Regions from separate parts of the Callithrix jacchus genome. Here region 2 is linked to region 1. The links are chromatin contacts, called in public Hi-C maps. All regions are on one chromosome and are shown on one strand. Each heading gives the region's core, a stretch centred on a gene start, on an enhancer-like site or on the middle of the called end of the contact. The rest is flanking DNA. Distances are from core to core; before and after follow the strand shown.

Region 1 (6,928 bases), core at 2,300-4,799:
TTTATTCCTCCCACCCACTACCACCAAAAGATGTTTCTAGGGACATCTGCTGGAAGACAAGGTGAATAGCTAAAGTGTTCTGGCAAATTCCTGCAGCAGTGGGGCTGTTGGAGAGGTGAGCCACAGGTCTCATGGAGGCTCCTTACAGCCAGGTCATACCTTCCTGCCAAGGGTTGTGGACATGTGAGGGATGGCAGGCAGAAGGTGCCCTCTGGCGCACTGCCACGTGGGCCCCCATGGGAGGGCTATGGAGTAAGTGAAAAAAGGTTGCCAGCCCCGAGTTCCAAAATAGTGAAAAGGAAGTTGTACTGAGAGGTCACTTCTCCTGTGTGACAGGAGATGTGGGAAAGAGGCGAGACCGCAAATCTCTGAAGAGAGATCCAAGGTTTCCCATCCGGGGATGGGCCCTGCAGATGTTCGTTTGATATTTTTTCAGCTTGTAAATATTTAGAAATGAAGGTGGAGTGTTTTGCTGAGTCGGGAGATCAGACAGGTCATTGGCTAGTAAGCCCTGTCTCCCCACTCAGCAGTAGACGCCCGCAGTATATCTTCAGGCAGTAAAAGCCCAGCAGAGTCTCTTGCCTGTGTACCCTAGCAGGAATGTCCTCTCTGACTTGTGCTTGGCAGTTAGGCCAGGCAGTATATTTTCATCACAGGGATGAAGCCCATTGCCCTTCCAGATGGAGGGAACAAAGGGTGGGCCGGGCCCGACTTGGCAGGCCCAGGAGTGCACGCTCGCTGGGGAGGCCTGGTTGCAGCTGCAGACATGCTCCTGGTGTCCCGTGGGGCTCCTGGGTTCAGTGGTGGAGATGCTTGAGCAGCACAGCTTTGAGGGGCAGCTGGGTTTTTGTCAGATGACCTGGGGTAGAGTAACCAGTGCCTGGCTGAGAAGGAAAGCTGGCATGAGACAGGCTCCCCACAACCATCCCATGCTGTGAAGGGCAGAAACAGGAGGGGAAGGGACCAGAGATCCCTGGCAGGAGGCAGCTGAGGCAGGGATGGACCCTGCTCATGTTCTCTGAATCCTGGATTGTGGTTTGTCCTTCAATTTTCTGGTTAAGGATATAGATGATACTGAGGCAGCAGAGAGGTCTTATAAAGGGAAGCAGGTTTCAGAATCACCCAGACCTTCGTTCAGATCCCAGCCCAGGATCTCTCCAGCTCTGTGACCTAGACAGACCACTCCACATCTTTGAAACTCAGTGTTGATAATGCCCATTTTGATGATATGATAATTCCAGCACTTCGAGAGGCTGAGACAAGAGGATTGCTTGGCCAGGGGTTCGAGACCAACCTGGGCAATAGCTGTACCATCCCCCCCGCTCCCTCCCAACAAAACAAAAAATTAGCTGGGTGGGGTGGTGTCTGCAGTCCTAGCTTCTTGGGAGGCTGAGATGGGAGGATCACTTGAGCCCAGGAGTTTGAGCTTATAGTGAGCATTCCAACCTGGGCAGCAGAGCAAGACCCTGTCTCTAAAAAAACATAAATTTTAATTTTTTTTCAAAAAAAAAAAAAGGAAAGATTATTGTAGAGTAGAAATAAAAAATGTTTTTACACACCATTTTATGCTCAAATAAATAACTTTTGCCAGGCGTGGTGGCTCATGCCTGTAATCCCAACACTGGGAGGCCATGGCGGGCAGATTGCTTGAGCTCAAGAGTCTGAGACCAGCCTAGGCAACAAAGTAAGACTCCATCTCTACAAAAAAATACAAAAATTAGCCAGGGGAGGCAGCATGTACCTGTAGTCCCAGCTACTCAGGAGGCTGAGGTGTGAGGATGGCCTGAGCCTGGGAGGCAGAGGCTGCAGTGAGCCATGATAACCACACTGCACTCCAGCCTGGGCAACACAGCCAGACCCTGTCTCAAAAAAAATGAAAACAACAACTTTTACTGCTACTATCATGTATCTTGCAAGGAGAGACTTTAAGAATATGTACAATTCTAGATTCAGAATTTTCCTAAACCAGGCAACCCTAACTTTCCCTGGGAGGCCAGCTGACCACCATCTTCTGGCCTGGCTGCACATCGAGTCCTGGCTGACCCACAGCGCAGCGTGGTGACCAAGAGGACGCCAGAGGCCAGAACAGTCGTGGGGTTGGAGCTGTGCTATGACAGCCGGTGACACCTGCCATTCTGGCAAGCCCTGCCCTGGGCCTTACATTTGTTTATTTAGTGCAAGGTAAAGGCAAGGAAATAGAGACACAGGCGAGCCTGGGCCCTTTCCTCGGGGGCTGCAGCACAGGAGCTGTGGGGCCTCAGAGCTGTTGAGGGGGCTGTGCTGGAAGATGCTGCGTGGCAGTGGGAGCTGCAGTATATTACCCCCCACCCCCACCCTGGGAAAAGGCTGCCGGTTTTGGTTTCTAAACCCTTGGCCGTGTTAGGGCCCCGGGGAGGAGGAGAGGTGCCTGCTGGGGATGCGTGGGCCAGGTTCTTGCTTCAGACTCCGTTAGAACCACCTTGTGGAACATCTGTGCAGCCATAGCACATAAAAATGTTTTCCTTCTGGCAGCCACTTTTATAAGGATGTAATAAAATATGCATTGCACAGAGCCTTCTATTTTTGGTGGGTCGGTATTGCCAGTGAGCTGACCCTGACCAGGTGTGGAGGGGCATGGGCGGGTGGGCAAAGGCTATGGAAACATGGCCGGGTGCTCTGAGCCCTGTGCCCCTCGCTCCCCAGGTGGCGTCTCCTTCCTGCCCCAGCCCCTGCGTGGCCATTGATGTGGGCTCAGCTTCCCTACCATGGGCTGAGGCCCCCTGTGTTCTGGGGAGTCCTTCAGCCCCTGGGGACAGTGCTGCACACGGCGAGACCGAGCAGCCTTCTCCACCTGACCTCGTCTACCTTTGGCAGCCAGAGGGTTTCCCTTGTTTGCTGGAAGATGACTTGATTCTGAAACACAAAGATGGGAACCAAGAGGCCAAATTACTGATGAGACTGAACTTGCCCCAATGACCCTGGGCCTCACTTTGGGCTGTTGGTGTCCGTTTAAAATGGGTCCCACAGTGAGCTCAAAGCCCTCTTCCCTTCCCTGGGATGGCCGGGAATCTGCCCTCTGCATGGAGCTGGGGAGGAGGAGAGACTCCGATTTGCTAGAAGGGCCTCATTCATTTCCATCCAACCCCCAGGTTCCCTGTCCGCAGGGCTGACTTCACCCAGCCCTGAGCCCAGGCACCTTGACCACCTCCAGGTGGGAGAGAACACACAGTCCCTGGGGGTCGGCATCCAGAAGTTCTTTTTGAAGATGGGTGGATGGAGCCCCTCCCTCCTGAGGGTGCCCCCCAGCTCCTTTTCAGCAGACAGCCTACCCCATTGTCTTGGCAGCAGCCTTTTACTAGTGGCAGATGATGTTCCACGCCCAGCAGGTTCTGGAATGTTGCTCTCACCTGGACCGCCTCTTTGTTAGATGCCACTCCCTTTCTCGGACCCCATGGTGCTCTGGAGCACATGGCTTTGTGAGCAGATGCCTGTCAGGGACAAGGGACAGCTCTATCAGAACAGACCAAGCCCAGCCTGCCAAGCTGTGATGTTCTCTCACTGCTCGGTTCCCCCTCTGCCATCTGCAGCGACATAGGTGAGGTGTGTCCCCTGGCAGACAGCAGGCCTTCAGAGCCCTGCCAGAGTCTCTTAGGTCTCTCTCACACACCCACATCCCCTGTCCCCTGGCCTGGACAGCCCTAGTTCTTTCCCATTTCTTGGTGTCAGACCTTTTCAGTAGATGAATTCTAACTTGTTCAAAGCTTTTAAAACCCAGTGCCTGAGCAGGGCACAGTGGCACACGCCTGTAGTTCCAGCTATGTGGGAGGCTTAGGTGGAGGGTTTCAGGAGTTCCTGTCCAGCCTGGGTGACACAGCAAGACTTTGTCTCTTAAAAAAAAGAAAAATTTTAAAAAAAAGCAGTGCCCTAAACAGAATCCAGCCCTGCAGATGTAGCTGGGCCGGGACAGAACAGGGAACCACTGCCTTCCCCAGCAAGCGTTGGAACCTGGTGTCGGCAGTGTCTTCGTCATGTGGTGGGGTGGGAATGCTGCCCTAATCTGGGCACGAGTAACAGTGTCATTTATGCACCTTCGGGTTGCACAGAAGCTTTCCTAGCAGCCACATCGCATCCTGGTCAAACTTGAAATTGTCTAAAAACCACATGTCTCTTCATAGGATCTGTTTGCAAGTCAGCAGTTCCCCATTTTGTGCTGCATGAAATGTACACCTGAGCCTAAATATCTAGTTTGTGTTTGCCCAGGTACATTTAACTGGCGTGCTCAAGTAGGAAGAGCAGAGGTGTCAGAATCTAACAGCGCTGTATGGTTCTTGCATCTTGAAGCTTCAGTTTCCTTGGGTTTAAAACAGGATTCCCAGGAAGATGAGGGAGCAAGGTGGCCGCCGGTAGCTGCGCTCGTTGTGTGACTAGCCCGGGTTTCTGGGTTCTGTAGTGACCCTCTGACCATCTCAACCCTTGGCAGTCGATAGGTTGCTGCTAATTCTCAGCTGGGCCTTCACTTAATCTTGGACAAACAAATTGACCAAAGGCAGAGACTGCTACAGGGTGCCGTGTCACATATGCAGTGCACACATCGTTCTGTGCCAGTGAGCTGACCCTGACCAGCTATGAAGGGGAGGGGCGGGGTGGGCAAGGGGACGGGAAACGTGGCCAGGTGCCCACCCCTATCAGCAGGCCTCCACCCTGCCCTTCCTCTCAGCCACAGGAGCAGGACGGTAGATGGGAACCTGCCAGAAGGATGCAATCCTCTTTAAGTAGTTCTGTTTTCTTTTAGCCCAGCATCCAAACCAAAAAAGGTGTTCTCGTGGAAGGGCTTGTTCACAGTGAGCCTGGCTGGCTCCTCGTGATCTCTGACTTTAAAATGTGCCAGCATATGATTTTAACAAGACCATCAAAAATTGTTATCTGGATCAGTTTCAAGCTAGCATTTACTTGGCAGAGTTTATTCTTCCTTATTTGACAAAAGTCAGGTCGGCTGGGCCCGGTGGCTCATGCCTGTAAACCCAGTACATTGGGAAGCCAAGGGAGGTGGATCACCAGAGGCTGGGAGTTCAAGACCAGTCTGGCCAACATGGCGAAACCCTGTCTCTACTAAAAATATTTTTAAAAAAGCCAATTAGCCAGGCTTGGTGGGAGGGACCTGTATTCCCAGCTTTTGGGGAGGCTGAGGCAGGAGAATCACTTGAACTTGGGAGGCGGAGGTTGCAGTGAACCGAGATAATGCCATTGCACTCCAGCCTGAGTAACAAGAGGGAAACTCTCAAAAAAGAAAAAAGTTGGGTCATCCACTGGCGCCCTCTAGTGTCAAGGGTTGCAGTCACAGGATGGGTTTGCCCAAGCCTGGAAGCCTGGTTGTTGATAGTAGCTTGGTTCTCTCCTGCCCTCTGCTCTAACCGGGTCCTTTTCTCCTTTCCCAGCCTGAAAGTCATTCTCCCTAATGAGGAGAAGTAGAAATGGGTGAGAAGCAACAGGGCCCTTACCCTCTGAGCACAGTATCTGCCCTGCCAGCCTCGCCCCTGTTCTCTGGGTTCTAAAGAGAGAACCCCGCCCTTTGCTGTTTTTTTTTTTTTAATCGGTTTGAACTCATTTTGAGCTCTGCCCCTTCTGATGCTGCTCTTTTCTTCCTTTTTGATTATTTCAGCTTCCACATTTCATTTCAACAGCACTGGTCATGGTAGCTGCGCCTTCTTATCTTCAGTGTAGTAATGTTGAGCATTTACGTGCCTAGCACTCTGCCAGGTGCCCTGTGAGTCACGAGACAGGCACATCTCTCCTTAAAGAATTTATATTCTTGTCAGGGAAATAAGGCTTCAGAGAAGAAAAGCAATCAGAAGTGCCGAATTCCTTCTTCTCTACCTGCCTCCATGCCTCCTTCCTCCTAGTTGAGATGATTGGGTCAGAGCCAGCTCTTTCTGGGCTTGGGAAGAGGAGATGGGGCTAGAGCTGCTGCCGCACCCCTCACAACCTCAGAGTCGGCATTGAGACTCTCTTGCTCAAACTCCCCTCGCAGAGTAGAATGAAACAGGCCCTGGAGCAAGGAAGGGTTTGACCCAGGCTCTGCCATTGCCGCCTGCGTGACTGGTGCGAGCCACTGCGTCCCTCTGGCCCGGAGTCTCTGTCAGAGGCTGTCAGTCCCTCTCTGCACGACCTGCAGCAGGTGGCATCACGGAGCCACCATTTGGGAGCATGAGGGCGCAGGAGCAGCACGGAAGCTTCCCCTGCAGTGTCAGGCGCTTCAGGTGGATAGCCGGGGCCCAGGCCTGGGCCTGTCAGTAGAGGCCTGAAGACAAACTGCGCGAGTCTTCTCCAGTTGGCTCGGGTGAGCCGGTGCCTGCCAAGGGCAGCCGCCCTCACGCTCCCTGCTGTGACTCGGGGCATCTGCCTGTCTACCGCAGGCAGCAAAACCTTCTCCCTTGCAAGTGGGGGCTCTGGGCTTCTGCCCACTGGGCTCTTTATGGTCTGAAACTGAAGTCATTTTGTGTTTCAGTTCCCAGGCCGCAAGAGTGACCTTGTCACACCTGCAGCTGGCGCCGTGGCAGGAACAAAGTCTCTCTGCAGACCATGGAGGTGGGCTGCACTGTCCGCCGTTCTCAGAAAGCCCTGGCTTTCTCTGACTTGGAATGCTTCTGTATTTGCAGATGGAGAAAGATGAGACTGTGAGCGACTGCTCCCCACACATAGCCAACATCGGGCGCCTGGTAGAGGTGAGTGGCCTGGGCTCTCTGGGCTCCTGCGTTGACCCATGGCAGTGACACTGCATCCCCGGAGCCGCCGTGCTGGCTGCCGCTTCTGCTGCTTTCTCCTAGCTCCACAGAAGCCGGCAGAGCGGGCCTTGGATTTTGCCCTGGCCTCAGATTTTCAGAGGCCTCTGATTTGGATGCCAGCAGGCTCCAGCTTCAGGGCCACCTCCTCCACCCCCCAAACCTGAGCT
Region 2 (6,750 bases), core at 991-3,490, 280 kb before region 1:
GCCACGCCAAGGCAGGCGCTGCCCCCTCTGCCGCCACTTGTAAAAGATCAGAATCGCCCCGCCCTGGGAACGGGCCGGGCAGGTGGCCCGAAGCAGGGCCTGTAGTCCAGCCGACCTCGCGGGGGTGGAATTCTTAAAGGAAACTGAGCCTCGGGAAAGGCTGGCTCTCCCTGCTCCAGACTCAATTTCAGAGAGATGACCCGGGCCAGGCCCCGGGGCCAGCGGGAGGTAGGGGGAGCGCTTGGCGCACCCGGTCTAGGAAACTATTCGTGAACCGCTGGGGGAGGGCAAGCCTCCGACACTGGGGGGATTGTCTGGATCGAGGGCGGGGGGTCAGGGAGACGCGCAGACACACGGCGAGAAGCCCACAGAGGACAGCGCAGAGACAGAGGGGAGAGAAAAGCGAGAAGCAGAGACACAAACGCGGGCAGCCGAACACCGAGGCAGGCGGGCGGGGAACGGAAAGAGATGGACAGAGCCGGGGAGAGTGAACGGCGGAAACGGAGCGACGGAGAAAGAGACACACGGACATAGGGACCGAAGCCGAGGGGGCCGCAGGAGGCGGAAACGTCCAGAGCCGAGAGGCGCGGCGCGGCGAGGCCCGGGCACGGCCGGGGGACACGCGAGCCCGGCGGCCGAGCCCCGGCCCCTGCCGGGCCACGCATCTCCCTCCCTCGCTCCCTCTCTCTCCCGGCCGCGGAAACTCCGAGAGCGCAACGGAACCACGGAGAGAGTCTGGGGACGGGCTCCGGGCGCGGCGGTGTCCCCCGGCCACCCCGTGCCGCGCCCACGTCCCCAGAGTCGGCGTCCGGAGGCGCCCGCTGGGCCCCCCAGGGCTCCCGGGCTCGGCGGCGGCGCCTCTGCCCGTTGCCCGCGGCAGCCGGACGCACCCGGGGCCGCAGCTCTGGGCCGGGGGCGCGGTACTGCCCCCGCCGCTGAAGCCTCTGGAAGCCGGGTGCACGCGTGCCTGCCCGAGCGGGACTTACCGCGCGCGCCCGCCGGGTACTGCGGAGCTGGGTGCGGGGGTCGCGGGCCCGGGCGCCCCGGGAGGCTCGGCGAGGCGGCCGGCAGGGCTGGGGGCGGCCCCGCGAGGCTCGGCTGGGCTGCGCTGCGCGCCGTCTGCGGCCCCGGGCGGGCGCGCGGCGCGGGGGAGCGGCTCCGACGTCAGGGTGGCTCCCTCCAAACAGGGCGCGAGGGCGGGGGCAGCGGGGAGGGCCGCGCGCAGAAGGAGCGGGCGGGCGCGCGCGGCCTCTCTCCGGGTGCGCAGGAGGGGGCGCCGGGGCCCCGGGCCCTCTCACCGCCCGCCCGCCTGCCGGCCCCGGGCCGGGCTTCAGCGCGTTCCGACGGCGCGTGGGGCTGCCGGTTCGCCTGGCCGGCGCCCGAGGGCCAGGGCAGCCCGCCGGACGCCCGGGCCGGTTCTAAAGCGCCCTCTCTGGGTTTCTCTGCGATTCCACTCTCTCCGCCCGACTTTTCCCGAGCCTGGGCTGTCAGGCCGTGCCATGCCTCGGGGTGACAAAGATGGAGGTGTCCTTTTTGTGGGTTCCGGGCACTGCAGACTTGCCCCGAGAGTGGGGCGCTCCAGCCCGCCGCGTCCCGGCACCGGGAGTCCGTCCTCACTCCGCAGTTCTGTGGTGCACCCCATCCGGTCCGCTCTGGCTTGCGACCCGGTTCAAGTCCGTGCTGTTGGTAGCCTGCGTTGCTCGGCCTCGCCCGGTGTCATCCTAGTGTCCCTCTCGACCTCCAATCGGCTCCAGGCACTTGGCTTAAGCATCCCGAGAAGTCCCAGGGACTATTAGGAACTAGAACGGCAACAAATGGACTCACTTCTCTGGCTCCTGGGAAGAGTGGAGCGCCTGGCCCCAGCATCCAGCCTCACTTCAGGGGTTCCCATCCAATCAGTGGGCACTTGGGTGGGTTGCCGCGGCGCCTTCTCTACTCTGTGTGCTTAACAACGGGGTGAGAAAATAACTTGCTATTGAAAAGTGGTGGCCCAGGGACACCACGTGGGACACGATTGTGGGACTCGGGGATTTTGCTTTACAGCATAGTTACCTGTGTCCATGTGCTTTACCCACCTTGGCTGGAAACTTCCAGATGGACGCAGCCCTGGTCATCTGACTCATGTGGTTGCCGAGCATCCTGCGTGGCTCCTAGTGGCCTGCTGGGAACTCCCTGGTGTACTCCAGCCTCGCAGCACCCTCCACACCAGCCTGCATCTGTGCCTCCTAGCTGTTGTCTGCACCCTTCCCTCTGCCTGAAATTTCTTTCCCCTCCTTTCGACTCCTGCAAATATTTTTTCCAGCCCCAGATTAGAAAACCTTCCCAAGACGTTCTGGGAGCATCTCCCTCCTCCAGTGTGATCCTGGAGCATGGGATAGGAACTTCTGTTCATGTCGATTTCCCTCTAGAATAGCTGTGAACATCTCTTTCCTCCATTAGATCTTGAGGGCAGGAATCATGCAGTGTCTCCAGTGCTTATGGGCAGGCCAGGTGAGATGTACAATGTATTTGGTTGAATGACATTATTATTATGACACAGTTTTGCTCCTGGCTAAAAAGAAATGGTTCAAGCCACCATGCCCAGCGAATAAAGTAATTATTATCCCCCACTGATGTAGCACAGATAGGTCTTCCCTTAATGGTAACTATAACCGTTATAATAGTTCACATGTGTTGAGCACCTTACCATGTGCCCCATCCCATTGCCAGCACTTACTACTTTCATAATAAACCTATGAGGTTTATTGTCTCTTGATTTAAAAGTGCTGGGCACGGTGGCTCATACCTGTAATCCAGCACTTTTGGAGGGCGAGTGAAGAGGATCACTTGGGGTCAGGAGTTTGAGACCAGCCTGGCCAATATGGTGAAACCCTGTCTCTACTAAAAATACAAAAATTAGCCAGACATGGTGGTGTGTGCCTGTAGTCCCAGCTACTTGGGAGGCTGAGGCAGGAGAATCACTTGAACCCGGGAGGCAGAGGTTGCAATGAGCTGAGATGGCACCACTGCACTCCAGCCTGGGCAACAGAGTGAGACTCCATCTCAAAAAATAAATAAATAAATAAAATAATAAAAGTGAAAAAAAATCCCGAGGCAGGAAGATCACTTGAGCTCGAGTTTGAAGCTGCAGCGAGCTATGATTGTGCCACTGTACTCCAGCCTGGGTGATGTTACAGAAAGCTAATTGTGGAGCCTAATGAACTTGTCACTCCAGCAAGGCCTCGTTTCAAAAAAAAAAAAGTGGAAAAAAAAGAAGGTCTAGAGAGAGGTTAAGTAACTCCCCTAAAGTCACACATAAGAGGCCATGCCAGCTAATGTCTGTTGGATAACCGTGTACCATGTACTGCAGAAACCAGCCTCACCGCACTGTACACAGTAGGCACGCAGGAAATATTTACCATTTTGCAGCCGAAGCTTACCACCACCATCTTTCATGCATACCCTAAGCAGTATGGAAAATGGAGTTCTGTATCTTGTAAGAATCCACTCCCACATTTAGCAGAAAGCTAATTGTGGAGCCTGATGAGCTTGTCAGATTACACACAGAGCCAGGAGTAGAAGCCGCAACTTCCAGCCAGTGCCCTCCACAGGGCAGCCCACCATCTCTCCAACACGGGGACATTCAAGAACACCAACCCCCTAATCAGGGACAGAGAGTTTGGAGTTGAGTCACCATCTGTCTGCTGATGACTGATAACTGCAGGAAAGCTACTGTGTGGGCAGGGGGCCTGGTAGGTCACTTGATAATAATATCTATCCATAGCTACATTTTGTGCCAGGCATGATACTGGGCACTCTGTCTGCTTCAAATCTAATCCTTACCAGAGCCCCATGATTGTTCCCATTTTACAGGTGAGAAAAACCGAGGCACCAGAAAGTGTCATGACCTGCTCAAGACCACATTGCTAGTGACTGACAAAGCCTGGACTTGAACCCAGACCTGTCAACACCAAAGTCCATGTTTCTGTGCCCACCACACCCCCTCTACCCTCTTGGCTGCCTCAGTGCATCTCCCCATCAGGCTGCAGCCAGGATGTTGTTCTGATGATGAGATCCAGGGTGGTGGGGCCCCAGCAGGAAAGGCAGAACCTGTCATGTCAGAGTCTCCCAGCTCCACTAGATGCACCTGGTTGGCAGTAGTGTTCCAGCTGCCCCTACAGGCCTGGCTGGCACAGGGCATGGGCCCGAAGCCAGAGCCTCCTGGCCCTGGGCCAGCCTCTGGCTGGGGCTCAGGGCTGAAAGCCCCTCTCCCCCGCTCATTAGCAAACATCTGGGCTCAGGAAAATGACCGACCTGGAATGTGACTGAGCGGTGGGGAGCTGCTCTCTCCCAGAGTCTGTGAATGCAAGCTCCCTCTTGCAGGGCATAGGCTCAGGCCAGCTGTTTCCTCTAATCCTGTCAGTCTGGCCTCAACAGGGGTCCAAACACTCTCGCTGGAGTAAGAGAATGAAAACCAGCAAAAGGCCTGCCTTCCCAGTCCAGCCCATTGAATCAGAGGGTTGCTACACAATCCCGCTCTTTTTACGATAAAGACAAGAGCATTCACACTTTCAGGTTTGGAGCTGGGAGGAGCCATTCAGACACATCAGGAGAGACCCAAGGTTTAAATTTTTGCTGCATCGCCCTCTGACCCTGAGAGAGTTGTTTCACACCTGGGCCTTGGTTTCCTTATCTATGAAATGCAGTTAGTAGTTCTATGTACTCCCAGAGATTAGATTTGTTGTTGGATTCATTCATTTATCCAACAAATGTTTATTGTTTCTATGATGTGCCAGACATGCACAGAGGTATTGAGGACTCAATAGACTAGACCAATAAGGTCCCACCCTCCAAGGAGTTTATGTTCTGCCACAGGGAGGCAGATTGTGTAATAAACAGATGAGTGGATCTCACATAATCAATGTGTTAAGAAGGTTCCAGCTGTTTAATATTTATTTAAAAGAGCCAGGTGCAGTGGCTGACGCCTGTAATCCCAACATTTTGGGAGACCGAGGCAGGTGGATCACCTGAGGTCAGGAGTTCAAGACCAGCCTGACCAACATGGAGAAACCCTGTCTCTACTAAAAATACAAAATTAGCCAGGCATGGTGGCGCATGCCTGTAATCCCGGCTACTCAGGAGGGTGAGGCAGGAGAATCACTTGAACCCAGGAGGTGGAGGTTGCAGTGAGCCAAGATCATGCCATTGCACTGTAGCCTGGGCAACAAGAGCAAAACTCCAGCTCAAAAAAAAAAAAAAATAGGAACTGTTGGCCCAAGATGGTGGCTCACACTTGCAATCCCAGCTCTTTAAGAGGCCGAGGTGGGTGGATCATTTGAGGTTAGGCATTCAAGACCAGCCTGGCCAACATGGTGAAAACCCATCTCTACTACAAATACAAAACTTAGCCCGGCGTGATGGTACATGCTTGTAATCCCAGCTACTCGGGAGGCTGAGGCAGGAGGATTGCCTGAACCTGGGAGGCGGAGGTTGCAGTGAACTGAGGTCACCCCAGAGCACTCCAGCCTGCGCAATGGAATGAGATTCCATCTTGAAAAATAATAACTTAAAAGAAAAAAAGGAGAAAAAGTGTTATGAAGGAACGAAGTCAGAGTGGGCGATGTGGTGGGGGGGACAAACTTACTGAGAAGCAGCAGAAAACATTTCGAGGTGACATTTAAGGTGAGATTATAATGAGACAGAGCCAGGATTCAAGAAGATAAATGGACGCAAAGCACTCGGCACAGTTCCTGGAAAACAGCACGTGCTCCATAGAATGAAAGCTATTTCAGGGAGGTTTCATATGTATAGCTCAGAAAAGGCGCTGGAGTCAGATGCCCTGGATTAAATCCAGGATTCAGCACAAAGCCTTCTCACCTTACTCCAGTATTGCATCTCTAATTTCTGTTTCCTCATCTGGAAAATAGGAATTGCAATAGGACCAATCCCCAGGATTCACTAAGAGACGTGAATGTGAGGCACAGAGCCTGGCACATGCTTGGATCTCAGGAAGTGGCAGTTACTATGGTGTGTTTTTTGTTCTTGTTTTTGTTTTGAGGTGGATTCTCCATCGCCCAGGCTGGAGTGCAGAGGCACAATCTCTGCCCACTGCAACCTCCGCTTCCCATGCTCAAGTGATCCTCCCACCTCAGCCTCCTGAATACCTGGGACTACAGGTGCATGCCACCACACCCAGTTAATTTTTGTATTTTTAGTAGAGACGGGTTTTTGCCATATTGGCCAAGCTGGTCTCAAACTCCTGACCTCAGACAATCTTCCCACCTTGGCCTCCCAAAGTGCTGGGATTACAGGCATGAGCCACCGCACCTGGCCATATTATCCTTCCTCATAGAGGAAAAAAGGATTTGCCCAAGTCAGCTCAGCAAGGCAGCGGAAGATCCAGGACCAGAATCAGGTGTTCTGACTTTTAGCCCACCCCTCTGGGCTGTGTCCTCTAGCCTCTTCCTCCTTGCTGGTAGGCTCAGGAAGCCTCGGGCCCCATCTTGGGCCTAGAAGATGCAGAAGGAGAAGGTGGCCATGCACTATGGGTTCCGCAGTTCAGAGTCTGTCCTCTCAAGGGCTGCAGAGGGTCTTGGCCTGGACGGGAGACCAGAAATGAGGCCCCAAGGACTCCATGGATCATTGGCCGCGTGGAAAAACGTAAAATGTTCTTTGTAGGGCCAGGTACAGTGGCTCATGTCTATAATCCCAGCACTTTGGGAGGTCAAGGCAAGAGGATCACTTGAGTCCAAAAGTTCGAGACCAGCCTGG

Evidence for each region. Hi-C and Micro-C count contacts between places; a contact is called where the count stands out from the background.
Region 2: a Hi-C map of skeletal muscle shows a contact between it and region 1, with 3 times the contacts expected there. The contact joins the promoter of NBL1 here to the enhancer-like site in region 1. A contact is called at or near these places in 3 of 3 Hi-C or Micro-C datasets (induced pluripotent stem cells and skeletal muscle).

What each region holds. Positions count from the first base shown.
Region 1 is chr7:56,249,297-56,256,224 of calJac240_pri, reverse strand. It overlaps CAPZB (capping actin protein of muscle Z-line subunit beta), which reads left to right. Exons shown (of 10, transcript XM_003733354.6): 7 at 6,636-6,701. It also overlaps the pseudogene LOC144577116. Among named protein-coding and RNA genes, the nearest start is that of SLC66A1, 31 kb to the right of the region's middle. Within about 2 kb of position 3,549, at least 1 of the 16 cell types and tissues checked has an H3K27ac peak or open chromatin away from gene starts, as enhancers often do. A contact at or near this core is called in skeletal muscle, where this site is marked.
Region 2 is chr7:56,523,282-56,530,031 of calJac240_pri, reverse strand. It overlaps NBL1 (NBL1, DAN family BMP antagonist), which reads right to left and starts at 2,240. Exons shown (of 4, transcript XM_054258818.2): 1 at 2,076-2,240.